Regions from separate parts of the Triticum aestivum genome. Here region 1 is linked to region 2. A link is a contact called in public Hi-C data. All regions are on one chromosome and are shown on one strand. Each heading gives the region's core, a stretch centred on a gene start, on an enhancer-like site or on the middle of the called end of the contact. The rest is flanking DNA. Distances are from core to core; before and after follow the strand shown. Region 1 holds the start of LOC123078536 (transcriptional corepressor LEUNIG). Region 2 holds the start of LOC123074525.

Evidence for each region. Hi-C and Micro-C count contacts between places; a contact is called where the count stands out from the background.
Region 1: a Hi-C map of leaf shows a contact between it and region 2, with 5 times the contacts expected there. The contact joins the promoter of LOC123078536 here to the promoter of LOC123074525 in region 2. A contact is called at or near these places in 2 of 5 Hi-C or Micro-C datasets (both in leaf).

The regions. Positions count from the first base shown.
Region 1 is chr3D:300,553,049-300,559,304 of IWGSC CS RefSeq v2.1, reverse strand. LOC123078536 (transcriptional corepressor LEUNIG) reads left to right here and starts at 3,234. Exons shown (of 18, transcript XM_044501079.1): 1 at 3,234-3,630. The coding sequence starts at 3,569.
Region 2 is chr3D:299,943,188-299,950,071 of IWGSC CS RefSeq v2.1, reverse strand. LOC123074525 reads left to right here and starts at 4,849. Exons shown (of 1, transcript XM_044497341.1): 1 at 4,849-6,091. The coding sequence starts at 4,959. The coding sequence ends at 5,861. LOC123078535 (transcriptional corepressor LEUNIG) reads left to right here. Exons shown (of 18, transcript XM_044501078.1): 13 at 781-890; 14 at 968-1,117; 15 at 1,260-1,424; 16 at 1,523-1,642; 17 at 2,965-3,171; 18 at 3,518-3,907. The coding sequence ends at 3,664.

The DNA of each region.
Region 1 (6,256 bases), core at 1,985-4,484, 610 kb before region 2:
GTATATGATTTTGATGCACTTTAATATTATTTTTATTGGACTAACATATTAATTAGTGCTAGAGCCAGGTGTTATTTTCTGCATGTTTTTCATTTACTAGAAAATCCACATTTGTGGAGCTAAAAAATGCACAGGGATTTACGAGGATTTATTTTGGAAAATAAGAGACTAAGGGGACCCGGACCAACCCAGAGAGGAGCTCCACAGGCTCAAGATGGCCTCCACACGTGAACACCCCCTATCCATGGGGTGGGCCCTTTTGGGGGCTATGGAGGTCGGTTGGGGTTTCCCTTTGGAGGGTATCTTGCACCGGAAGTTGAGGAACCGCCATAAGTTTTTTAGATTTCCAGACTTACGGATCTCCCGGGGTCAATAAAACGGTGAAAGCTCTCAGATTTCAGCGCAGAGAGACAAAGAAAATTCCAATATCCAATCTCGGGGGAGGCTCATGCTCCCGGGAGGCCAAGAACACCATGGACGAAAGGGGGAAACTTTCTCCCATCTAGGATGAAGGCCAAGTAAGAATAAGAAGAAGGAAGGGCCTCTCTCCCCCTCTTTCCCGGTGGTGCCAGAGTGCCGCCGGGGGAATCATCATCAACTCCGCCGTCTCCATCAACATTTCCATCACCTTACTACCTCTCTATACAATGATCCACTCTCCCACAAACCTCTGCAATCCCTACTTGAACTTGGTGTTTGATGCTTATATATATATATATATATATATATATATATATATATATATATATATATATTATTTACCGATGGTCTATTGCATCTCTATTATGTCTGAGTAGATTATTTTTGTCCTATGGTTAATTGGTGAATTGCTATGGTTATTTCGAGTTGCATGTTGTTATGTTGATGTCCTTTGGTGCCCATCATATTAGCACGCGTGGATCACACCTTAGGGCCAGTAATATGTTGATAGGACCATGCATACGATAGCCGGAGTGACAGAGTTACCTTGCCACACCATAGAAATTGATGCATATGGGATGAAGGGGAACAATATATCTTAATGCTATGGTTGAGTTTAACATAATGCGCGTGTTAGTATTTGTGGATGCTTGCTAATAATTTCAATCATAAGTACGTATGATTCCAAGTAAGGATAGTATGTTAGTAGAGGCCTCTCCCACATATAAAACTGCAATGATGACGATCGGTCTAGTAACTTAACTAATTGCCTAGGGACAATTCCGGATATCCTACCACCTCTTTTTTCATACTCGCTATCTTTATTTTATTGTAATTTTACTTAAACAACACATAACTTTTATTTTGAAGTTCTTTATTGTCTTGCAAAGCTACCCTTTCTTATCTGCAAAGTAGTTATAGTTTTATTTTCTATGTAAAGCAAACACTTAGTGTACGTAGGATTGTATCAGTGGCATATAGGACCCGAGAGAATATTAATCTACCTTTAGCTCCTTGTGGGTTCAACACTCCATACTTACCACCTCCATCATGGGAAAGTGCTACGACAATTCGTTGCACGGAGGGATTATCAAGGACCTCGTCAAGGGAGGTTCGTCGAGTGTCATCGAGCCGCCCTTTGCCGCCACCATCGCGGGTGTGCCTGCAGGAGGTGGTGGGCATCGAGCTTGTGCATCACATGGGAGGGGTAGACGAGCCTTGCGGGGAAGAGCACCATGTTGTTGAGCAACATTACACTCCCGCTGCCGCTGAATACCAAGGACATGGTGCTCGCCATGCTGCATGAGAACCAGGACCGCCACGACGTTGCGTGGGAGGTGAAACGGGAGGATTGCGAGAGAGAGAGAGGAGAGAGAGAGAGACGGGTGGCCCCTGTGGACTGTGGTCATCTTTAACGCCTTGGCCCTTGGCGGTTAACAACCGTCACCTCCGCGGCCAGCCCTTTGCCACGTTTGAATCAGCGTCAAGTGACGTTCAATGCTTTTGGCAAAATTTTAACGTCGGTGTCTTTTTTTTGACAAAAAGAAAATGGGTGATTTTTCTACTAATGTCACCATGATAGTAATGGTTTTATGCTTTTTACTCCTGAGAAGCAATCTCTACAAGTCACATTGCTTTCAGGATAATGGGTGAGAGACATGCCACTGAACCAACAGACTTCAATTAGGCATTGTTTGCTTAAGAGAACAGCATGCAACAAACCCACGTGACCCCTGTCCAGTTGATAAACTAAACATATCGATCGGGTTTCTCCACGAACTTAACATACAGATTGCCAGTGATTTTTCCCTTACGCTTCGAAGGACACAGACGTAGTAGTACTGATTAATTAATGCGTCTTTCGAATAATCAGTGGAACCTTCATGATTAGCACCTACCAATCGTATCAATCAAACAAAGATGTTGCTAATACGTAATTGTGAGCCTGGTTTCTTCAACAAACAACTACTAGTACGTAGCATATAGCTATCTTTGACTAACCGAATACTGTCAAAAAGAAAGAAAGAACTGTGAGAAAAAAATTCTTTGACTACTCAAAAATCACAGATTAACTCTAAGTGCACATGTGAACCAACATGTGGTTGGATGGTTAGAGGGACCGGTATCCCCAGCCCATCAGGGTTCAAGTCCTGGTGCTTGCATTTATTCCTGAATTTATTGCAGGATTTCCGGCGATGCGCATTCAGTGGGAGGAGACGTTCCCGTCAATGACGAGGTGCCTATGGTGCTTCCTAAATTTGAAAATGATATGCCGGCTCAATCTTTCGGGGGTGCTTATAGGGGTGAGTGTATGCGCGTGTATATGTTGCGTCTGTACTGTGTTAAAAAAAACTCTAAGTGCACATTATTTTAGTTGTGAGACTGCAATTACAAAATAGTCAAAGCGATCATTTATGTGTCGATGTTTTTCAATGTCCTAAAATCAAAATTTCAGTCACAAAGCTACCGGGCATCGTCTGAGTCCAAATTTGATGTCAAATTCTTTTTTTTTTTCTGAGGAAGTCAAATTCTTCGGTTGTATGGTGCCGATGTGCGTTACTTGCGTGCTGCGCAGTATTTTGGAAGTATGCAATTTATCACCATGTCTCCAGACTCCAGTAGCCTCCGTGATGTAAAAGCTTCGCAAAGAAAAGAAAAAAAACGTATGAATGGCTTCCACGCTGAACCCTAAGAATTGACAGTAGGCCCCTTGACGGAATTAATATTCCTGGACCCACGCGTCATACACAAACCATCAGTTCCCATACAAGTCTCTGGTACACGCAGCGCGGCCAATCCCCCTCTCCCCTCCCTCCCGTCGATTTTGTCTTCCTCTCCACTTCTCTCCCACCCCTCTCTCTCTGCTACGCCTACGCTCCACTCTCTCCTCCCGTCCCGCCGTTGCAGACGCATCCAACCTTCTCCTCTCGCCTCCCCCACCCAGTCACCCCTAAGGGCTTGCCCTTGCTGCGGGGGAGAGATACGCGCGCCCACCGTCCCCGGCGGCTGCGGGGAGCTAGCGCGTCACTGCCCGCGCCCAGTCGCCGTAGAGGCGGAGGCGCTTGTCGGGGGGAAACACCACCCTGGCCGGGCTCCTTTCTCGTGGGCGCCTCCGGATTTGCTAGGTTGTGGCGCCGGGTGCGGAGCCATGTCGCAATCTCAGTCTCAGTCCCAGTCTCAGTCGCAGACCAACTGGGAGGCGGATAAGATGTGAGGATATCTTCTAAAATCCTTGGTTTGTTGCATGCTTCCTTGTGTTGATTCGTGGAGTTCTGCGGTCACGGTGCTTCCTGGGCGAGCATTGTGATAGATCAGTACCTGCGAGCAGCGAGCGAGAGGGGAATATCGTTTTGTGGGAGCTCCTATTTCTCAGCGGTTCCCATTTAGCTCCTCTTTTCCGGGTAGGCTCAGCTTAGCGAGTAATTGCAGGCACGATTTGTGTCCTGTTTGCATACAATTAATTCACTTCCCGACTAGACTGTCTGTGTAAGTTTGTATTAGTGATTTTAGTATACAATTAATTTCGTTCCGAAGCTTAGGTTTTGATAGAGTGTGCGATTTTTGTCAAAATCTATTGTGAAACGATGAATTTTTTTAGTACTTCTCTATTAATTGGTAATATTTTCACGAGGGCTGCACTTTTGAACACGAAGTAGCTTCGTTATTTCAGGAGGTTGCAGTTTCACAAGCCTACTGATGATGATTCTCTCGCAAAGAAAAGCCTAATAATGATAATATTTTCTTCCGAAAAGGAGGCTGGGACCCCCGGCCTCTGCATAAAAAATGATGCACACGATCATTTTTATTAAATTATTCAACAAAGCCTGCAAGAACAAGGGGATGTTCAGAGTTGTACTAATTATCGTAGAATTAAGCTGATGAGCTATACAATGAAGCTCTGGGAGAGAGTCATTGAGCACCGCTTAAGAAGAATGACAAGCGTGACCAAAAATCAGTTTGGTTTCATGTTTGGGAGGTCGACCATGGAAGCCATTTTCTTCGTACAACAACTAACCTATTGAGAGATACAGGTAGCAAAAGAAATACATGCATATGATGTTCATTGACTTGGAGAAGGCCTATGGTAAGATACCGCGGAGTGTCATGTGGTGGGCCTTGGAGAAACAAAAGTCCCAACAAAGTACATTACCCTCATCAAGGACATGTACGATAATGTTGTGACAAGTGTTCGAACAAGCGATGACGACACCGATGACTTTTCGATTAGAATAGGACTGCACCAGGGGTCAGCTTTGAGCCCTTATCTTTTTTGCTTTGGTGATGGATGAGGTCACAAGGGATACACAAAGAGATACCCCATGGTGTATGCTTTTTGCGGATGATGTGGTGCTATTCGATGATAGTTGGACAGGGGTTAATAGGAAGTTAGCGCTATGAAGACAAACCATGGAATCGAAAGGTTCAGGCTTAGTAGAACTAAAACCGAGTACATGAGGTGCAATTCTAGAAATACTAGGCACGAGGAGGTTAGCCTTGATGGGCAAGTGGTGCCTCAAAAGGACACCTTTCGATATTTGGGGTTGCAAAAGGATGGGGATATTGATGAAGATGTGAACCATCGAATTAAAGCCGGATGGATGAAGTGGCGCCAAACTTCTGGCGTTCTCTGTGACAAGAGAGTGCCACAAAAGCTAAAAGACAGGTTCTATAGGACGTCTATTCGACCCGCAATGTTGTATGGCGCTGTGTGTTGGCCGACTAAAAGGTGACATGTTAAACAGTTAGGTGTAGCGGAGATGCGCATGTTGAGATGGATGTGTGACCACACCAGGAAGGGCCGGGTCCGGAATGATGATATACGTGATAGAGTTGGGGTAACACTGATTGAAGAGAAGCTTGTCCAACATCGACTGAGATGGTTGGGGCATATTCAACGTAGGCCTCCAAAAGCTCCAGTGCATAGCGGACGGCTAAAGCATGCTAATAATGTCATGGTAGGTCGGGGGTAGACCGAACTTGACATGGAAGGAGTCCGTAAAGAGAGATCTGAAGGACTGGAGTATCACCAAAGAACTAGCCATGGACAGGGGTGCGTGGAAGCTTGCTATCCTTCTGCCAGAACCATGAGTTGGTTGCGAGATCTTATGAGTTTCAGCTCTAGCCTACCCCAACTTGTTTGGGACTAAAGACTTTGTTGAAACTTTGTTGTTGGTGTTGTATTCAACGAAGCCTGACAAAAAGAATACATCGATCAACCTGAAGCCATCTCGATTGTGGCTGCTGTCGCTACCCCACAAGCTCAATGATGGGAGTGGCCATGATTAGGGCCATGTGTCCTGACCTCTCAGTGAAGCCCCACCATCTAGATCCGGAGGCCTCACCAAGCTGCCCAACAGCGAGCCGGGAGCACAAACCGGTCCAATAGACCCTCATGCACCGCATGCGCATGCTTTGGAAGCCGTCGCCGTCTTCAGGACAGGGACCATGCATAACCCTCACCGGCCCTGCCGTTGACATCGCCACGACGCCAAATAGTGCGACCACTCTGCATGCGTCTGTTGCTGAGACTCGGCTACGCCACGCCGCCGAGACCCGCCGTCGTCGATGTGGTAGATGCAACACCGCTCCATCTCATGGCTCCTCTAGCCAGCACCTGCTCCAAACCGATGCCCCTCGAGAAGTCAACACGGTTTTCACCGGCAGTCGCACCACTCCAAACCCGCAGCTGACTAGATCCGTGCGGAGCCGCGCAGCGAAGGTGCACGCAGCCGCCGGAACACCGACAATGGGACTCCAGCTGCCCCTCACTGGCCCTATGCGCCGCTGGCCGACCAAGAGCCACACCGACGAAGGATCTGGGCAAGGATCAGATCCA
Region 2 (6,884 bases), core at 3,600-6,099:
TGCAATCCTCTCCGTAAGAAATGTCTTGACATCAAATTTATTCCTTGCTCCATGTAAGGGAGCTCCTGCTTGCTTGCAGCTGTACCTTATGGACATTCAAATCTAGCTATCTTAGCAAAGAAAGTGACATTCAAATCTACAGGTTTTTCTTCTTCAGCCTTCTCGCCCAGCGTTGTCATTATTGACACGTTTTTGCGATCCCTGTTTCTGAGATCCTCAATGACTACCACCAGAAAGGGAATGTGCCAACCATTCTTATTTGAGATAAGTGTCTCCACTATAGCACTAACGATCCTAGACAGCAGAGCAAGCTTGATTGGAGCTATGATCTATATATAAAGGATCCCTTCCACTCTTGTGCGGAAAGATCCTTCTTCGTTCAGTCCAGTCTGATTTAAAACGTTTCGTAGTATTTAAAGGGGCTGTTGTTAGGGCCATTCCTTATTATACCGGCAGATGACAGTTATCTGTATTTAAAAATGATAAAGAATATGGGTTTGATTGTTATCACAATGGAGTGATTGAGTAATCAGCCGTGTAGGTTCCTCTCTATTTAGATAGACCCCATCGACATGGCCATTCCCTTCTCCTGGTAGCAAAAACCCATTAGAGTTCTGATTCTCAAAAGAAAACAGACCAGAAACTCGAAACTGTTCCTACTTGCCACGTGGCTTTATCAATTTTAGTCTAAAAGTAGGAAAAAAGGTGTCAAAAGTAGAAGTATCATAAATTCTTAAGGCGTCCAACTGCTGCAATCTTCTCAAGATCTGTTTGTTGCAGGCTTTGGCTTTGCTGAGGTTGCAAAAGCACGTGCAAGTGCAAGTAAAGTTGTTTGTTGCCACTTCTCATCCGATGGCAAATTGCTTGCTACTGGTGGTCATGATAAAAAGGTGTGGCTGTTGATGCAGAAGTAGCTATATTCTACCATTGTCAGAAAACCTTCAATCACACACCTGCTCCTCTGCAGGTTCTTTTATGGTGTACAGATCCCCTGAAGCCTAAATCGTCGTTAGAAGAGCATTCGTTTTTGATAACCGATGTTCGATTTAGCCCAAGCATGTCCCGCCTTGCTACATCTTCCTTTGACAAAACCGTACGGGTTTGGGATGCTGACAATGTATACTCCTTAGCATTTGTTTCCTCCTTTGTATACTCCTTAGCATTTGTTTCCTCCTTTCAATGTATTTCTCGTACGAAGATATTGCATTAGAAACTGCTGCAATCTTAGTTTGTTGTGACTAACTGATTTGACTGTGCAGACTGACTATTCACTCCGTACTTTCACGGGTCATTCAGCATCTGTGATGTCACTTGATTTTCATCCCAACAAAGAAGATATTATTTGCTCCTGTGATAGTGATGGGGAAGTCCGCAGTTGGAGCATTAACAATGGTAGCTGCCTGACCTGTGTCAAGGTTTTTAAGGTATTTGCCTATTCAGTTATGATTTTCACATACTGCACAATTTTCTGCTCAAACAATTATTTTTTTGATGGTTTTCTCTCATATTGTTATCTTCGCAGGGAGGTGCCACTCAGATGAGATTTCAACCCCGCAAAGGAAAATATCTAGCAGCTGCATCAGAGAAGGCTATCTACATACTTGATGGGGAGACACAGCATGCTTGTAGAAGCCCTTTACAGGTTTGTTACCAAAAGATCAGCTACAACATTTGCTGAGAGCATTTAAGAACGCATTTACATCCCTCTCATAAGAGCATCTCCAGAAAACGATTATAGGGTAGGAGGGAGAGAAGGTTTTTGGGTATCGTGGCTGCTGTTGCTTTTCCAGATGACAAAAAATTGGAAAGCAAATGAAACATGAGATCCAATGGTGGGGAGGCGGAGCTGACGGCTGCCGGGAGCCGAGCTTGACTTCGACCGGCGGAGGTTGCCGGGGTCGAGATGGTCGCCGGGCCGCCTAGGACAGGAGACGGGAGGCACCAGGAGCCGGGGGAGCGGCCAACTCCGGCGGTGGCGCGCCGAGAGCTCCGAAAGGGTCTGGCAGCTTGGCGGTGGTCTGGCCGCTGGATTGGAGGTCGCCCGGCCACTAATCGACCTCGACGGCCAATGGTGGAGCGACGGTGACATTCTCTGGTGGTGGAGGGGGTGGGGGGAATGGCCGGAATCGGCGGCAGCGGCTGGGGTCGTGGCGGTTGTCTTGGCCGACGAGAATGAGCGGTGGGGTGGCTCCGGGCTGGGGTCGTTATGGGACCGGCGGCGAGAATATGTCAGAACCGGGCGATGATCAGGCGATGGGGAAGTTTCAGCGTGGCAGTTAGGTTCCCGCCGCAGCGTTTTGGTATTGGGCAGCCACTAGAGGTTTTTGGGCAGCACTTGGGGCTGAAGTTTTGGGCTGCCCACAATTTTTTGCATCATCAAGTAGAGATACATCATCTGCTGGAGCTGGTCCTTTTGGCCCAAAGTGCCCCAAACGGCAGTTGTTTGGGCACTGTGGCTGTTTTTTATCAGCTGTTGGAGAACTCATTACTGTGCAAGTTATGCTGTGCCATGTCTTTAGTTTCTCCAGTAGTAAAAGCATACCAATTGTCTAAGATAGCAGTGGACAAAGAAGGTTCACTATATGCCCTTGGCACTAGGAGGCTTTAATCAGTAGGTTTGACGAAACTGAAATATGTTTTACACCTTTCTGTAGAATTGTGTTCCTTGGTCCAAGAGTTTCCATTTGACCTGCTAGGGAACAAACGGAGCATGGTCCATTAGGTAGACACTGCATGATCAGACCAGTGCACCCAGAATAAGTTCCTCTTTGCTAATAATCATCTCCTATATATATCAAAGGCATCAAAGATTATGATTCAAATGGTATTTCCTCTAGGGATTTTATGAACCTTAATTATGTTAAGTTGTATGTTTCTTCCATCTCAAAAAAGAAGTTGCAAGTATCTTGTCGTCCAGTGGTGGTGGTGGATTTTTGAGTGGGAAGTTCTGTTACATGTATGCAGGGTCATGCAAAGGACATTCAGTCAGTTTGTTGGGACTCTGCGGGTGACTATCTTGCTTCTGTTAGTGAAGATGCTGTCAGAATATGGTCATTTACTTCTGGGCAGGACGGTGAATTTGTGAATGAGTTGAACTGCAGTGGGAACAAGTTTCAAACATGTGTTTTCCATCCAGCTCACCCTTCTTTGCTAGTCATTGGTTGTTACGAGGTAAGTTTCGAAAGTGCCCTTTTAATCCCGAGCCCAAATGCCCCTCTATGAACAGGAAAAAAATAAATAGAAAATTGATTGAATTTGGGCTCGATCTTAGTTTTCTTCCTTCATGCACATTTTGGTGATGAAATCACATTCGTGGAGGTTTGGGCAAAAATAACAAAATAGCACTCTAAAATGCTTAAAAAAAGTCCTTTTGGAGCATCAATTTTGTTTTTTTCACCCAGCGCCATAGAAATGCCTTTTCAACTTTACTGTTCACGAGGGTGCATTTGAGCTTGAGTGTAGAAACTCCATTTTGCGAGCATGCTGATAGTGTGTGTTGCTATACTCTGCCGTGCAGTCCTTGGAACTTTGGGACATCAGGGAGAAGAATGCCATGACCTTCAACAATGCTCATGACGGTTTAATTGCAGCCCTAGCAGCATCGAGCGCAACAGGCAAGGTTGCCTCAGTTAGTCATGACAGGCTTGTCAAGCTCTGGAAATGACTTGTAAAATAGTGACTGTTGTTTGTCGACTTTTACATTCTGTTGCTAGATTTTATAGAGAACAGGATGGTTCAGATAACCACATGACAAGGAGGTACTAGCTAACAAAAGGCAGGTTTGCGATTTGTGGTTGTCTTAGTTGTATCTTGTATGCTGCTTCTCAAGTTTGTAACTCGTTATAGAATGGGCTGTTTGCCTGCTGTTACAGTGAGGACTTTGTGCTGATTAAAAGTTACAGAACTACCCTTGCCGTCTCATGTATGCCCTTTTGGAAGTCACCGTCCTGAAGCCTTGTAACTCCCCTTGATAGAGAAGTAATATTTCCCAATCCCTATTTTATCAATCAAGAAAAACCGAGTAAAAATTAAGGCTGTCTAAGTGTTGCGTGATACTCAGCAACGTATGGGTGGAGGGCAAGGTAGCTTTGATTCTGCTGGCAAGTAGGAAGTCGCAATGCTTGCGCCGACCTAGGGTAGGCCGATGCATCAACTGGAGAGTAGTATGTCCAACGCACGGACGGTACAACAACTTCACTTTCACTAGTCTAGAGACTTGGACCATGTTGTGTGGGGCTAGTAGTTTTGGTGCACGGTTCCTTTCCCTAAGATAAAGCAGCAGCGATGGGGCCACGAGCCATCGATCTTCCAGACGGTCCCTCTGACCGCTCTACGTGTTCCCTCCCCACCAATAAAGCGCTGCACACTGGACGCACTCCCATTGGTCCAAAATCCTCACCCCCACTCTACCCACCCGACCACCGCCACCTTTACCCGCAGCAACATCACACGCAAAACCTCGAACTTCGCCCCACAGACATGTGGACCTCATAGCTCGGTCAGGCCCACGTCTCAGTGAGGTGCGCGTGCTTGTACTTGTGGCCGAAGCGAATCACGCCTTTTGCGCTCTCTTGCGTTCTAGGGATGGGGCAGCAAGCAAGGGACACGTCGCGCTAGCGCTAGTACAAATCTCTTCTCTTACTGGCTAGTCTGGTACTCATAGCAGATATTTAATCCGCTTGCGTGCCACGGCAGCCATGGCGAGCGCGCCCAATGGGGTCACGGCCTTTCACGTGCTGCCGCTGCCCGTCGGGGGCCAGGTGGTGTCGCGAGACCAATCATAGCCCGCGCCCACTCGCGACACCTGTGCTCCCTGACGCGTGTCCCTTGCGCGTCCTTGTATAAAACCAACCTGATTGCCGCCGTGGTCTACTCGCACCGCGCCGAGAAAGTAGCACTCAGTGTAGCTGAGACTAGTCGCTGCTGTTCTGTTCTGCTTCCACCGAGGCGCGTGGTGTATGATGGAGAGGAAGGGAGGGTGCTGCTTGGCGCCGAGGTACGCAGCCGGGGCCGCCCAGGCACAGGCAGGCCAGGGGTGGCACATGGGAAGGGCCATGCTGAAGTTTAGGCCCATCGCGCCAAAGCCGGCGGCGATGGCGCCTGCGCCGATGCCGGCCGTGCCGGCTGGGAAGGGGAAGCGGAAGGCGGTTGCAGGGGGTACTGGGAGGAGGGGACGGAAGCACAAGAAGCCAGCCACTGTGGCTGCACCGACGACGCAAAAGTTGGACTACGTGCAGGACAAGCCTTTGTCCTCGCCGTCCTCCTCCTCGTCGGGGATGACGTCCGTCGACTCGTCGCCTCCTCCACCCCTGCCTGCAACCCTGCCGCTCATGCCTGTGCTGCCGGCAGAGGAGGGGTTCGGTGGGGCGGCGCCGGTGGCGAATCTGGCGCCTGCCCACGTTGCCGGACTGGTCCTGCCGCCGCAGGCCTTGAGGCAAGTGGTGTCCTGGGTGACGGTTGAAGACGTTACAGGCATCTGGCGCGACGGCGAGGAGCCGTACGCTGCGGCCTGCGGCGGCGACGAGGGCCCAACGTTCGTGTCCGACCAGTGCGGCCGCGTCACCTGGACAAACGTGGCTTTCAACCGGGCAGTGTCCGGTAGGGAGGGCGCCGACGCTGCCATGGCCCCGTCGGCGGCTGCTTCCGAGGTGCGGGTGGTGCTCGCCGCCAAGGATGGCGCCCCCGTGCCGGCGTGGGGCTCCTGTGCCGGTTTCACCTGTCGGGTGCACGTCCCGTACGCATGCCCTCGCCGAGGTTCCCTCGTGGCCCCGTGCGACGTGTGGCGGCTAGACGCTGGCGGCTACCTCTGGCGGCTCGACCTTCAGGCCACCCTCAGCCTCTCCCTCGGCGGCTTCATTTGACTGCGTAACTGCGTACGCATTCCTTGTACGGAGACGTATGAACCAATCAAAATCATGTGTTAGTCTGCGCTATGATTATGATATTAATTTAGCAGTCATGATTCATGACCAGATTTGGTATACTCTTATTATGAACTGAACTAGAGTAATTTAAGAAGAGGGGTAGAGATGCAAGTGCAAAAGGATATCTTTCTAACAATGGTAGGGTCCCGAGGACTCATATGGAAGCATATCCCTTGACATACTGCAGGTGCCATTAGTCACCGATATGTCGGTCCAGGGATCCTTGTAGCCAAGCTACAAGAGAGCATGGTTTCTGTTTTGAATCGAAAGTGATTTATCCTTTGTCAATGGTTACAGAGAGTATATATATTTCCTGGAGAGACGCGACGATCCCGAAAAGATGCATCGGTTCCAGGAGGACGGGAGAGAGGCGACGGTTGCAACGGACACAGGCGTCCGTACCGGTGCAACTCGTTCGATGGGCAAGGGGAGATTTCCCTTAATTACAGATTATAGTTTAATCTTAACACTCCCCCTAATCTACGCTTGACCATGTAGAATTATCTTCACGATTGTCCGGGAAGCTCTATCATCTCAAAAGATTCTCCTTCAAAAGTTCTTCATAAAATCTTTGATGAGATCCTGAAACATATACTCACAAAGAAAGATAGCATAATGTGATGTCATTAAAATAAGGATATCTCAAGAAGAGACTCCCCCTGACACCTGCAAGTCCCCAAGTCTTCGCATACCAATTCCATGAACACAAATGTAGAATTTGGTAGAGACTTGGTAAATAAATCAGCAAGGTTGTCGCATGATTTGACTTGCAGAATGCTTATTTCCCCGCTTTTCTGAAGATTATGGGGGGAAAAACCATTTAGGAGAAATATGCTTGGTGATATTACTCTTGATGTATCCTGTTTGCATCTGCGCAACACAGGCCGCATTATCTTCATAGATAATGGTAGGTGATTTTATCGAACCCATTCCACATGACTGTTGTATGTGGTTTATCAT